3 separate regions of the Mus musculus genome follow, and regions 2 and 3 are each linked to region 1. Evidence: chromatin contacts called from public HiChIP or PLAC-seq and promoter capture Hi-C data. All regions are on one chromosome and are shown on one strand. The core of a region is the stretch at or near the end of the contact, and the rest is flanking DNA. Distances in the headings are between cores, read along the strand shown.

Region 1 (4,694 bases), core at 2,133-4,632:
AGGAACAGGCGGTACTGATGGTGCGCAGGGACCGAGACGGCCAGCACTCGTGGGTGGCCCGGGGCAGGGGTGGCGGGGGATCAGGAGGTTCTGGGAGGAGTACCCCGCAGACTCCGCGTGCCCTCAGCCCTGCAGCACCCCGGCCTTCCAGGGGCCCCAGCCCCGGCCCAGAGCTGGCTGCCACACCTGCCAGCATCTTCCGCACGCCCCTGCAGCTTGACCCACAGCAGGAGCAGCAGCTGTTCAGGCGCCTGGAAGAGGAATTCTTAGCCAATGCCCGCGCCTTGGAGGCTGCTGCCAGCCATACCCCCATGGGATCTGCCCCTGACCCTCCAGCTCCGGACTCTGCTTACTGTTCATCCAGCTCCTCGTCTTCATCACTCAGTGTCCTGGGTGGCAAATGTGGCCAACCTGGGGAGTCAGGCCGCACAGCCAATGGGCTGCCTGGGCCCCGCAGCCAAGCTCTGTCCAGTTCTTCCGATGAGGGCAGCCCCTACCTTGCTGTAGGAGGGGCACTGGATGCAACCAGGAGCTCTTTGGCTGGCCCAGAACCCTCACTGACCTGGGCAAGGGGGCGGATGGACACACAACCAGACCGTAAACCCTCACGCATACCGACACCTCGGGGACCCCGCCGCCCATCGGGACCCATAGAACTCGGGGCTTGGCATGCCCAGCATTCGGTCACCCCAAGGACCGAGCCAGATTCTTCGATGTGATGGACCGGCTTAGCTACACCCACACCCCATTCCATTTTCTTTGTGGCCTTAACCTACCCTTTGCATCAGGGACCCCCCTTCCATCTCGAGCACCAGACCTCATGGGACCAGACCCCACGGGACTACATGGCACAATGGGACACCTGTTGTACATTCCGGTTTGGGGGATGAGCATTGCTATTTAATTACTAATATTATTGAATGCCTTAGAGGAGACCGGGCCAGCCCGGTGTCCAGAGGACCTGTGGTCCAGTAAGCAGAACCTCTGACAGTAAAGTCTTGCTCCAGCTCCTGTTTTTTGGGGACTGAGCCTTCATTATATGTTGGGATTCTAGAGTTAACTGCCTAGAAGCCAGACCTCAATGCTCTGAACCTGCATATACCAGAACAAGAAACCCTTAAATTGTGCATTTACAGTTTTTGCATTTGTTTTTATTACCTGGTTAGGCATGGCTTTAAAAGTGTCTCCAGTAGCCAGTCCAGCCGTGGAGAGGTAGAGGCAGGCGGGTCTATGTAGTTCAATATGAGTGCTAGAAGCTGTTCAAATGCCTCTGATCACATTCATAGTCAAGTCCTTTCCATCTGTGCTTATGACCCAATAAGGTCTCAGGTAAAACTGACCTGTCCAATGATTGGGAGTTAGCTGGGTCCAATCAAGATCAAAGAAAAGTCCGATGGCCAGGAGTCTGGGTGGGAGCCTGCTTTCAAGAGATTTCCCTGTCCAATCACATGAGGCTGCAGCGCGCTGGGTGCAGCGCCCCCTGCAGGCGGAGGGTCGGATGTGCAGGACGTGTGCGCACCAAAGCACAACGCAGAAGCTCTCGGAAGAGACGCAGCACGTGCCAATTGTATTTGGCTGAGCACTCGAGGTAGCCACAGCGCCAGCCCCTACGAACTAGAGTGGCCAGTGCACGGCGAGGTCCGAAGCGCAGCCGCTGACGGTCCCGCTTGTTGCCTACCACCAGGATGGGTGCCTCTGGTGCTCCCGCCGGCCTGGAGGCCCGATGGAGATGAGAGACGCAGTGCTGGAGACTCCATGGCCAGAGGAACCCACCCCATGTGTACAAATGAAGGCGAGTCCCCTGCTATGGCAGACACACACACACACCCCGGTGTGCTAAGTGTCTCATACAGCAAGAGACCTTCAAGTGGGCACAAAGTATGATCTAGAAGCACCCAGGCCATAACTACCCGCTCCCCTAGCAAGACCTCCACCTCCAGTCAAGCCCTCACCTGTTTTCTGCTATACGCTGCCTCAGGGCTTTAACATAATCGAAACTGTCGGGGCTGCAGATGTCGTAGACCAGCACAAAGGCGTCTGTGTCCTGCAAGCTCCAGTCTTTAGGGTCCGGCCACTCCTAGAGGGTAGAGGCTGGGGTTTACTCCAATTCAACCTCACTCCCCGTCACCTCCCAGCAATACTCCGGATGGGACGCGCCCTCCCACAGGCCAGACTTCCCAGCCGTGCTTGGATCTTGTCAGTCCTTAGCCCTCCTACTTCCTGGGCCACCCGTCAACCTACTATGCTCCTACTGCCTCAGAGCCTGGGATCTGCCGTCCACCGGCTGACAGATGGTAACTGACTGTCCTGGTGCAGCTGTACAGGTGAAGCCTCTGGCTTGTCTCTTGCTGCTCTTTCCCCCTTGCAATATTCTTACAGCTTCTTTCACCAAAACTTCATTTAGCCTCCCAGGTGCTGCTCAAATGCCAGCTTTGAAATGAATGCAGCGCCAAAGACTGGGAGTCTGAGGGTGCGGTGGCCCCCTCTAGAAAGGGTACTCCTGTGTCTGGTCCAGTCTGTCACAGCGGCGCGGCTCAGCTCAAGCTGTGCCACACACTGACCCAGACACCAGCCTAGGCAGGCAAAGAAGACAAGAAACAGCCACAGAGCCGGGCGTGGTGGCGCACGCCTTTAATCCCAGCACTTGAGAGGCAGAGGCAGGTGGATTTCTGAGTTCAAGGCCAGCCTGGTCTACAGAGAGAATTCCAGGACAGCCAGCACTGCACAGAGAAACCCTGTCTCGAAAAAAACAAAAACAAAAACAAAAGAGAGAGAGAGAGAGAGAGAGAGAGAGAGAGAGAGAGAGAGAGAGAGAGAGAGAGAGAGAGAGGAAACAGCCACAGGGCACCTACAGGTTAGCGCAGGAAGCTCGTATGCAAACTACCTAGACACACACACTTCAATCCCAGAACGGGCTCGGGCGCCCTGGATCAGTACACATGGGCACCAAGTGTACACACACCCCTGGCCCCCTCGAACCGCTACCTCAAGACTTCTGGGGCTTGAGCCGGGTCCAGCGACGTCACCATCGCGGATACTCAGGTCGTAGACCGCGCCGTCGAGCAGCACCGCGGGTCGGTAGAGGCAGGGACTGTCCGTGGGTCGGTGGCGCTCAGGATAGTCACCAAACAAGAATTGGCGGATGATGGCGGTCTTACCCACTCCCGGAGCACCCAGAACAGCCACCCGCAGGCTGCCGCCCATGGCTGGCCCGCGCTCCCGCGCCTGGCACCGGGGAGCTTCATGAGCCCGTTCTGCGCCTTGCTTGCCCGGCCCGGGATACCCGCATCGCGTCGCCTACAGCACCTCAGCCACAAGAGGCCAGGCCTGAGGATCGAGCGGGCGGACGCACCCGCAGCTCCGCAGGAAGAGTGCACCCGGTGCGGTGCAGACCCGCCCCCACCTTCAGCTCCGTCCCCTTCTCGCTCCGGCGCCGGGAGCCGCCGCCCCAGTCGGCCGCGCGGGCGAGCAAGCGAGCGGGGCCTCCCGGAGGCGGCGATGAGGTAACTGTCCGCCCCGCCCCTCCCGGGGAGGGTCGCGGCCCAGTGACTGCCAGGCGGGTCGCCTTGTTAAAGCCTGGTTCCCCAGGTGGCAGTCAGCTTCCCTCAACCGTTTCAAAACCGAAGCCGCTGGGCGCCACCTCCCTGTTCCTCCAACACCGCTGGCTGCAACCTGGCTGTTGACCAAGCCCAGGCTCTTAGAATCAGGCCACTTGGGGTCAGACCCAGTCCTGGTTGAATGACCTTGGGCCAATCGTCGCATTGGACTTTTTGTCTGCATCCCGGTTGTCCACCAAAGGCCGATGGCTTCAAAGCTTCCTCCTGTTTTGTGAGACCCTGGGCACCAACTCCTTTTCTGGGCTCTCCCCTGCATCATCTTCGAACCGCAGCCTCAACCTGGGTACTCGTGGTTTAAGGAGGAGGGAACTGAGACCCTGGAGAGGTATCTCAAAGTGAGAAGGACACTGGGACTCCGTCCCGGGCCTGCGGGCCACTTTTCATTACACCTACAAGGACAAACGACTAGAAGAACACTGTTTCAAAGGACCAGCCCAGAGGGGGTGGGGAGTGGAGACAGAAGGGTTTGAGCCCAGCACAGAAGTCTGCTCAGCAACTCAGCCCCCAGTCACTGCCCCAACAGGTTGGAGGCGAAGAAACAGATCCACGGGTCTGTCCCAGAGTCTGTCCCAGGGGTGCACCATGCCCTCTTCCCTGGACAAGTTCGGAAGCTCCTCTGAGGGTTCGGAAAGTCTGGGTTTGCCCAACCTCCGTCCGGCCCTCCAGTCTCCACACACTGGAGGAGTTCCCAGGCCTCTGCCCTCCACCCAGGTACTGTGAAATGCAGGCACCCGGCATTGAACAAGACTCACTCATTCAACGAATGCTTCAAGTCTAACAGGTGGCCAGAATGCTGAAATGGAGCCAAAAGGAAAAAGAACTGTCTCCTCTCCCTTAGGAGAGAAGGCTCTAGAAATACTTAGATCCAGGCCTCTAAAGGCATTGATAATATGTCTACCTGGCCAGGAATTAAGTGGAAGGAAGGGCAGGAGAAACTAGCCCGTCAAGGGGGAAGGAGGCACACCCTCCCGCGGGGAACAGGTGACAGCAGCTGGAAGGTATTCCTTAACACTAATGTCTAGTCCTCTTCCCCAGGTAGACTTAGGGCCTGGTCTGATTTCACCACCCCCACCCCCA
Region 2 (4,215 bases), core at 1,181-3,680, 1.3 Mb before region 1:
GTTGGCTGCATACTGGCCTCCTTGCAGATACTGCTGCCCAGGATACACCTGAGAAGAAGCAGATGTCCAGGGAAAGAGAGGTATCAGGGGAAAGCAGTTTGCATGCATGTATATATGTGAACGTGAGTGCGTGTGCGTGTATGTGATCCTGTTGGGCACAGGCAGTTCTCTCTCATTCCAGATGCCACCCTTGTCATAACTTGGGAGGGTGCTAGGGTAGTTGACTCATCATCTAGGACCGAACCTGAGCCAGCAAGATACCCACCTCTGAGTAGGCTCTCTTGATCCCCTGTCGAGGCAGTGGCTGCCCCTGCGGAGGCCCAGGGTACCCATGCTGAGGCAGTCGCTGTCCTGCATATAAGGGTGTCATGCCTGCTGCCCGGGTAGGAGTCATGGCCATTGAAGAAAGGCCAGAGGGGCCCATCATTCCTCCCATGCCTGAAGGGTTCATGCCAGGGGGCACACTGGGTCCTCGAGGACCTCCATGCTGCAGAAACTGGCTGTTAAAAGACTGCCCAGTCCCCATCTGAGAGGAGAAAGAAGAGGAACAGTCAGACCCGCTCTCAGCTGCTGCCATGGTCCTCTCTCTCACTGGCCTCGGGAAACCCAGCACAGTCCACACTTGTCCCCAGAACCTGCTGCCTTGCCAAATCTACGAGCCCACTCATAATTACTAGCACATGGAAGAAGCTGGAGGGGGCCTTACCGCTCCATACTGACTTAGCTCCTGGCTCTGCTTCTCCTGCAGGGCAGCCACCGTGGCTGTGGCTGTGGCTGTCGCGGTGGCTGCAGCAGCAGCCATGGCAGCTGCAGCTGCTGCTTGTGTGAAGTCAGTTGAGGGCCGTGCTGCATGTGTGGGGAGCCCCAGGCCTGCAGGGCCTCCTGCATACCTGTAGGTGATACAGGATTGCCTTACTGTCTAGAGAGGCTTTCTCTGGGACACACAGCACTTCTTCCATTCTTTTTTATTTTTTTTAATTTTCTCTCCCCTCCCTCCACTCACTTCTTCCATTCTCAACAGAACTTCCACTGTAGCTACTAGAGACAGTAGGGGAGGAGCAGGCAACATCCAACCCTTCTGCAGGACTGACAGGCTGATGGTTTCAAGTCACTGGCTTACCCAGTAGTGAAGCTGGATCCCCCAGGGTAGCTCCCTCGGCCATACACGCCTTGCTGTACGTAGCTCTTGCTAGCACCTCCTTCAGCAAACGCCTGCTGTCCCAGGCACTGCGGGGAGGTCAAGGCAGAGCTGCCACCTGCCACACCAGGCATCATGGAACCACCAGGGGGGCTTCCTGCAGGGCCCATGGGGTTCCCTAAAACCTACAAGGAAGTGGGAGTCACCAGAGAGAACCAGCCAAACTACTGTCTTTAAGACACAGCCCTAAAGTGCTAGATGCCAAGAGATGCCCAGCAAATGGGGGAGGACCTGGGTGGCAGGAGTGGTTGTCTATAGTTCTGACTGGAAGGGTCTCTGGAGCCAGGGGAAGACATCCCATGGTAGTACAGAAGAAAGGCACCTAGTGACTTGAGACCCTCAGGAAGCCCCATCCTTGTGCTTCAGACAGTCCGCTTGGTCCCTGGTTCTTGGAGCCCTAAGATGGTAGAGGCACCACCAAGACTCTGGATCCTGAGGGCTGGGGGGTGGGGGTGGGAGTGGGGTGGCCCTGATACACACTCACCTGGCTCTGGGTTGCGTTGCCAACTCCCCACACAGTAGTGACCACAGACAGTGACCCAGCTGGCTGAGTGGCACTTTGTTGCCAAGGCACAGACTCATATGCAAATGAACCATCACTAAAAGAGAGCAGCTGGTTAAGGCAGGGTCAGAAGGCCAAGGGCTTGCTAGAGGCAGGCCACAGAAGCCCACACTCACCCGTGTGGTGCAGGGGGCAGGGCGGGTTTCATGGGGTTCATGGGGTTCATTGGTGATGGAGCAGCCTACAGGCCCAATGTGCTGGAGCTTATCCGGGAGTTGCTGCTCCGGCTGCGGGACAGGAGGGAGAAGGCAGGAGCTTAGATGCTCATGGTAGCACGGACAAAGCCAGGGTAGTAGCGTTGGCAAATGTCAGCCCAGAATGCAGTGCAAAGCAACTCTAACAAGGGCTCTGTCATCTTAAGCCATTGGATCAACCCTGGAAAGGGCTTTCTGATATCAAATACTTCCCACATTCCCTTTCCCATATAAATCATAGGAAGCCAGGAACCCTCAGCAGGCCCTGGAGAAGGTCAGAGGGGTAGCCCCCACCCTGCGGAGCCCAGAGACCTGAGAAGGAGCAGAGCTTGAGTGTTCTTTGAGGCAGATGCTGAAAAGTCAGGCAGCAGATGTACAACGGCAGTCCATCCACCAGGTTGGCCTTAGGGTGGCTGTACCGACACGGCTGACACAGGACACAGGCACTGACCCAGCCCCTGGTTGGCAGCTCTCTCCTATCAAGAGGGTGGCAGAAGGGCTTCAGGTCACAGGACCTTCAAGCTGATCCAGACGACTTGAGGGGAGCAGGCGTGTGTGTGTGTGTGTGTGTGTGTGTGTGTGTGTGTGTGTGCGCGCGCGCGCGTGCGTGCATGTATGCATGCATGTAGGTGCACACACACACACACATACACACACACCCCTGAGACAAATATGACCTTAAGTATATGGTCAAGTGGACATCTTGCCCCCCCCCAAAGACCCATCTGTGACACTTGTGAATTCCCAACATGGCAGTGACACACACAGCACAGCAGGTGTGGGGGGTAGTCACAAAGCCAGACCATGCTAACGCACATCTACAAGATGGGACCAACTGGGCTTCATTCTTAGAAAACCGTAGCAGTGGCTGGTGGACAGGGAGGCAACAGCAGGTAAGAGCAGCGACTGGTACAGAAGACTCCCACTCCTTGCCTTTCTCAGTGCCTCATCCACTCAGGTCCTAATATACCCTGGACCACATGCGTGCCTACCTCTGCTTGGTCTCACCAGAATGGCACACAAGCCATGTGTTGGGCACTTCTCAGGGACCTCTGGGAAGGCCTGGGTGCTCCTGTCTGAAACCCTCTCTTGGTAGGGGCTGTGTGATTGCCACACATACCTTTTGAACCATTATCAGATCTGGTGATTTCCATCTTCCACTCAGCACTCACAAGCCTCTTGTCTAGGGGAGAGAGGGGTATCGCAGCACCCACTCAGCTCTGGAACAAACATTTCTTTGTGCTTACCACTCAGGGCTCAGTACAGACCTGGAGGCTCTGCAGGGCAGGGCTACACACACAAAGCCCCAGAACGGATAAGAGAAAGAGAGAAAAGGGGACTGTGACTTGCCCTTGCCTGGGCAGCCTTAGGCTCCCAGAGATCCTTCTCACACCCAGCACCAGGCTACCAGGGAAGAGAAACCTCATCCACCTCATCCACAGGCTCTGTCCCCTGGCCCTCAGAGGCAACTACACTTGATTCTAGCCCAGGCCAGGTCCTGCCTAGGCAGCTGGAGACAGAATGTGCCAGACTGGCAGCAGAGGCTGGCATCTATGTTGCTCCTGCTGGATCCTGGCAGCTGACCTGGTGGGAAGAACTCCTCCCAAGATCTGACATGTGGGGTCTGGAACAACCATGTGGATGTCAGGAAATAGGAACAGGAATCAAGACAAAAGCACGACTTAATGGAAAAGAGAAGAGATGGGAAAATAGCCACACAAATACTCCCAGAGACACCAAAGCAATTCAGTGGAGGAAGGACATCTCTAACAAGTGGTACACGAGCAACTAGAGCCTACCAGTAAACAAAAAACTTCAGACACAAAATATGACGGGGGTGGGAGCATCTCTAGATGTAGCTTAATGGCAGAGCACTTGCCCTGTGTGCTTACACACGTCATGCTCTGAGTTTGAGCCTCACTACTGTAACAACAACAACCGAGTCACAGCATATACCAAAATGAACTAGGTCCTAGGTTTAAATGTAAAATACAAACTATAAAATGTTTAAGAAAATATCAAAGAAACTCCACAGGATCCAGGCTGAGCAGAAAGTTTTTAGATTTGATACCAAATCTAAATTTGATCCATAAAATAAAATTAAAAACTTTTCTGTGAAAGATCTGCTAAAAGAATTATAAGATATGATACAAGCTGGAAGAAATGCTTACAACTGTTCCAAAAAAGGCAGCATAGCACCTAAAATATATAACAAATTATTAAATTATTATTATTATTGCTATTGTTTTTGTGACAGGGTT
Region 3 (4,343 bases), core at 843-3,342, 1.5 Mb after region 1:
GTGGAAGAATCCAGAGCTTTCCTCTTATAGCCCTTTGGAGGCCTGGAAGCCAGTCGGTCGGTCAGTTCTGCAGCTTTTACAGATGAGCAGACAGAAACTCAAGCCTCCCAGGTCCTCCCAAATTCATTCATCCTTCTCATCTGGCTGTTCCCAGATAATACCACCCCTGTTTCTTATTCTACCCACATTCTGCTCACCTCCTTTTCTTACCCACAAGCCTCTCAGATTTTACTCTTCTGAAAAATGTCTTTCCATCTGATGACTTTCTTTGTACTCATCTTCAATGATGTTTAGCATCCACCTCCGAGGAGCCCTCCAGGATTTCTTCCATCTTAGAAATAACAAGGGGAGGAAAGGTGCTCTGGTTCTAGGCAAAATTCTGCGATAATAGTGCCATTACCACCTTGGGTTTCAACTTCCTTCTTGTAGAATCCGACTGTCTTGCACAGTTGTTATCTTGGCAATCTGACTTTCAGTGCCTGCTGTACATTCACGGGACGTTTTCTCTTCCCTGCCTACATTATAAAGTTCTCACCACTTGCACGGGGTCGCCCTTTGATGCCTAGATCACCATCACCACCACTACCAGATACCTTTTTACATGGCACCATCCCTGGCAAGAAGGAAAAAAAAAAAAAAAAAAAAGGCAAGGTAGGTCAGTCTGGAGACGGGCCAGGGCCTGACAAGCGGTAGGGTGAGGGCGCACAGCGCTAAATAGACAATCCCGGAAACAGGCACCCACCTCGGCCATTCATTGATCTCAGCCAGCGCGAGCAGGCGGTTCACTGGAGCAATCGGCTTCCCACTCAGGTAGGGAAGACTAGGAAACCTCCACAGCCGGCGTCTTCGTCGGTTTGGCGCATTTCTTCTGCCTCCCCCGCAAGGGGCTTCCTTCTCTAGGTCTTATTTTCCAATATATAAGGTGAGAGGACCACCTCTTGGGGCTGTGGGAGGAAACAAAAAGACTTTAAATGGACACAGGTCCTCTCTTTGGGTGTGTAAAGGTTGGTCTTGGAGAAATCTGAGTTGGAGCTCTCTGAGAGACTACAGGAGCCAGCTCAGCCCTACCTCAGTTCCACATTATAGTGTTAGCAGAGATTAGAATCCCTGCTAGGTGGGATGAACCTCGACTCCATTACCCATAGGCTTTTGTCTCATCTGTATAAGGGAACAGTCAAATCTCATTAAGTTGTTATGGATATTATAATCTGATACACAACACACAACACACACACACACACACACAAGAAATACGTTGGTGCTTTTATGGTTTTTATTTGATTTACAGTTTTTATTTATCAAGCTGGACTCCAGACTTTATCTGCCCAGGCTCCACCCTACTTTTTTCTTAGGCAAGACCAGTAGGGCGGCTCCACAGCCTCCAGGATGACAGGGAAGCTTTCCCTCCAGGGTCTGAGCTCTTGGGTCTCCTGGTTGACTCTTTGTATTGTCTCCTTGGGATCTTCAGTTTCCCCCATTTGTTGAGTTGCGAGGTTCATACTCCCTATTTAGAACTTCGGGGGTCTCAGAGGCAGACTTTAAAGAATTTGGGAGAGCATGCTACATATATGAGCAAGGAAGGTACGATATGATTGATCCTGCTCCATCTCAGATGTCCTGGGCGACTCAATAATTGTCAAAATGCTGCTGGTCACCCAGTCTCCTTACCCTGAGGTGGCACAGACCAGGTGTCCCGAAAGCGCCCTTTGAGCGTTGAGTTGACTGGGCAGTCTGTGTACTAAGGCGCCTAGTGGGTGGAGTCCGGAGAAAGGATGTGGTCTCAAGAACAAAAAGGAGGGCAGGGAGGGGCTGTCAGGACCGCTCAGGGCTTACAGGATCCCAAGATACTTATTTGCCCGGTTTGTGGCACATTCCGGACTTTGGCTTAGAGCCTGTATCCTGGTGAAGCCCACCCGAGGATGTCTAGGACCTCGCAACAGCAGTCCCCAAAACTACAATACCCAACATGCCTGTACAGTGAGGGGCTGGAGTCTTTTGGGGGCGGGTCCTAAAAAATTGAATTTTCCCAATGGGACCAGAGCAGGGGCGTGTCTCAACAGAGAATTGGCTGGGACAGCTTGGCAGGGCGGAGCCAGCCATCTGGCTGGCGCCGCGGGACAGGCGTCTGCAGCAGAGTCCAGGGTACGTTGCTGAACCGGCCTGGGCTCCTGGGCTGCGGCTCCTCCCGTCGGTCTGCCGGTCTCTACTGCATCTACCGGGTCCCGACCAAACTAACACGAAACTGCGCCGGAACGGCGGGCCGGACTGAGAGGTGGGTATGAGGATCTCGGGTCTACTCTAGGAGTCCGGATGAGTCCGGGGAAGGGGGTGTGAAACCTGGATGTCTGGACAGGGATTCTGAAACTCCCAGGTCCGGGAACCCTAGCCAAATCACGAGAACTCCAAAGACACATGGTTGAAGTTCTGAGACCCTGGGGAAAGAGTCTTGAAGAGACTCTATGGACTTGGAAGAGGCTTCTCGATCCCCAGAGACACTAATCTATAGGGAGCTGATACCTCGAGGAATCTTTCCCAGATCCTGACCCATCTCTCGCAGGGCCTTAACAATCCCCAGGACTGAAAACTCTGTAGCATGAAGCCATGAGAATGGTGGCAAGCAGTGGCAGGAATTTCTGAGCAGACAGTCCCGAGTATCACCTAGGTTTGGAACTAACAACACCCTTACCCAACATGAAGAAGCATAGCATGTCCACAATACTTAAGATTGGGCACTGGGGAGGGGTAGTTACCCCAGACAGAGTATCTAGACTAGGAGGTAAAGACTCTAGCAGTGCCTTCCAACTCCAACTAGTGCGCACTGGGACTCCCCCAGACCCATTCACCGGATGGGGTGACTCACACCAAGTGACTGTTGTAGAGAGGGAGTGGATGATTTCGGGATGAATCAATGGAGGTGGGGGGTCCAGAGGCCATTTCAGTCACCACATTAGCAAAACATCCAGGTGTGCTAGACCATGGAACCACAAATTCCAGAGACACTGGGGACTCCAGGAAGGAGTGATTTGGGCTAGAGACTGGCACCAGATTTAGGAATCCATTTTGACGGTCAGTGGTTGAACAAGAAACAAACAGCCTGGAGTCTTGGGCAGCATCTTGGAAGGGGACTTCAGAAGGCAGAAGTCACCAAGATTTGTGTTAGGTTCTTTCTGCCCTTTGAGTCTGAGTTTTTCTGACCCCCTGTGATGAATCTTTGACCATCTCCCATCCTCTCAGTTTGCCTGAAGTCCAGAGGTTGGGTGGGTCAGCTTCCCAAGGCCCTTCCAGTTGGAAAGTGAACTGTGAGTGAATTCTGAGTGTGTGAATGGACAGGGAGAGAGGGACACCTGGCTCCCCAAGGTCAGGTCTGCTGACATCAGGGAGGAAAGGAGTCAAAACTGAAGGCTGGCTCCAAGAACTGCCAGACACAGGTAGCTCCCATACCTGTGGGAATGACAGTCTTAGTAAGAATTGGATATGGGCTCAGCCCACAGCCAGACGCCCAGCTTGTGGAGGTGGGTGGAGGGGCAGGCTCGGTGGCCCCTAGAGGTGAGTGGGTATGGCAGGTAACTAGAGACTGGCGTGTACCCCCTGGTGGTAAGCATGGCTTGGTGGGCCTTGCTGAGTCCTCTTCTCCATCTAGGTACAGGCCCTTCTTGTGTGGGGCTTAGTCAGGATGTCAACTTAGACCACAGGGCAGACTGGCAGCCAAGCTGGTAAGGCTGAAACAGAAACACCTATTCTTGGTTTGGTGAGGTTTTTTTTTTTTTTTTTTCTTCAGCAAAATACCCTGGGGCAGAGGACAGTTCCCAGCCAGGAGCCACATGTCAGGGTAGGACAGGAAAGACATGAACGCTTATGGGCTAAAGAGGGCAACAGAGGCATAAACCCCAGGGGACCGAGATTTCTACAAAATCTTCAGCAACCTAACTCATGTCTGCCTTTTGCAGAATTCTGAGTGCCACCAGGACCTGGCGGGAGCTGACATACTGAAGGAATTAGGGGCCAGCAAGATGGCAGACGAGGCTTTAGCTGGGCTGGATGAAGGAGCCCTCCGAAAACTGGTAATAAGTAGCTCTATTACTGTACTGTGGGGTGGCCAACCCAGGGATGTAGGCCACTTCTTATGTACTTCTCAGTACATAAGGAGGGGGAGGGGTTTGGAGGAGAGGCTCAGGGAACAGCGCCAGGTTGGTTCCATTTGGCTGCTCCAGAGGCTCTTGTGGCATGTTCCTGTCCATGTCAGGTGCTGAGACCTGGTACCTACCCACCCCCAACTGTCATCTCTTGTTTAAACAGTAACTGCTGGGACTCACCCATGGGCTGCTATAGGTGTGGGAAGGCTG

The links. Promoter capture Hi-C pulls out the DNA fragments that hold promoters and counts their contacts. HiChIP or PLAC-seq counts read pairs in DNA pulled down with a chosen protein or histone mark.
Region 2: a promoter capture Hi-C map of pre-B cells shows a contact between it and region 1, with 3 times the contacts expected there. The contact joins the promoter of Zmiz2 here to the promoter of Rasl10a in region 1. A contact is called at or near these places in 3 of 39 promoter capture datasets (embryonic stem cells, liver and pre-B cells), 2 of 115 datasets of contacts at active chromatin or transcription factors (pancreatic cancer cells and stem cell-derived neural progenitor cells) and 2 of 9 other capture datasets (adipose tissue and pancreatic islet).
Region 3: a contact with region 1 is called in an HNF4G HiChIP or PLAC-seq map of pancreatic cancer cells. The contact joins the promoter of Smtn here to the promoter of Rasl10a in region 1. A contact is called at or near these places in 1 of 39 promoter capture datasets (pre-B cells) and 1 of 115 datasets of contacts at active chromatin or transcription factors (pancreatic cancer cells).

Annotation. Positions count from the first base shown.
Region 1 is chr11:5,056,816-5,061,509 of GRCm38.p6, reverse strand. It overlaps Rasl10a (RAS-like, family 10, member A), which reads right to left and starts at 3,382. Exons shown (of 3, transcript NM_145216.4): 1 at 2,986-3,382; 2 at 1,953-2,077; 3 at 1,125-1,712. The coding sequence starts at 3,204. The coding sequence ends at 1,445. It overlaps Gas2l1 (growth arrest-specific 2 like 1), which reads left to right. Exons shown (of 7, transcript NM_144560.3): 7 at 1-1,135. The coding sequence ends at 719.
Region 2 is chr11:6,393,340-6,397,554 of GRCm38.p6, reverse strand. It overlaps Zmiz2 (zinc finger, MIZ-type containing 2), which reads right to left and starts at 2,430. Exons shown (of 19, transcript NM_028601.3): 1 at 2,267-2,430; 2 at 1,877-1,987; 3 at 1,683-1,797; 4 at 1,121-1,323; 5 at 707-890; 6 at 266-526; 7 at 1-48. The coding sequence starts at 1,926.
Region 3 is chr11:3,537,041-3,541,383 of GRCm38.p6, reverse strand. Smtn (smoothelin) reads left to right here and starts at 2,092. Exons shown (of 20, transcript NM_001284427.1): 1 at 2,092-2,272; 2 at 3,948-4,061. The coding sequence starts at 4,011. Gm11946 (a long non-coding RNA gene) reads right to left here. Exons shown (of 6, transcript XR_001780145.2): 3 at 1,669-4,343; 4 at 743-944; 5 at 198-613.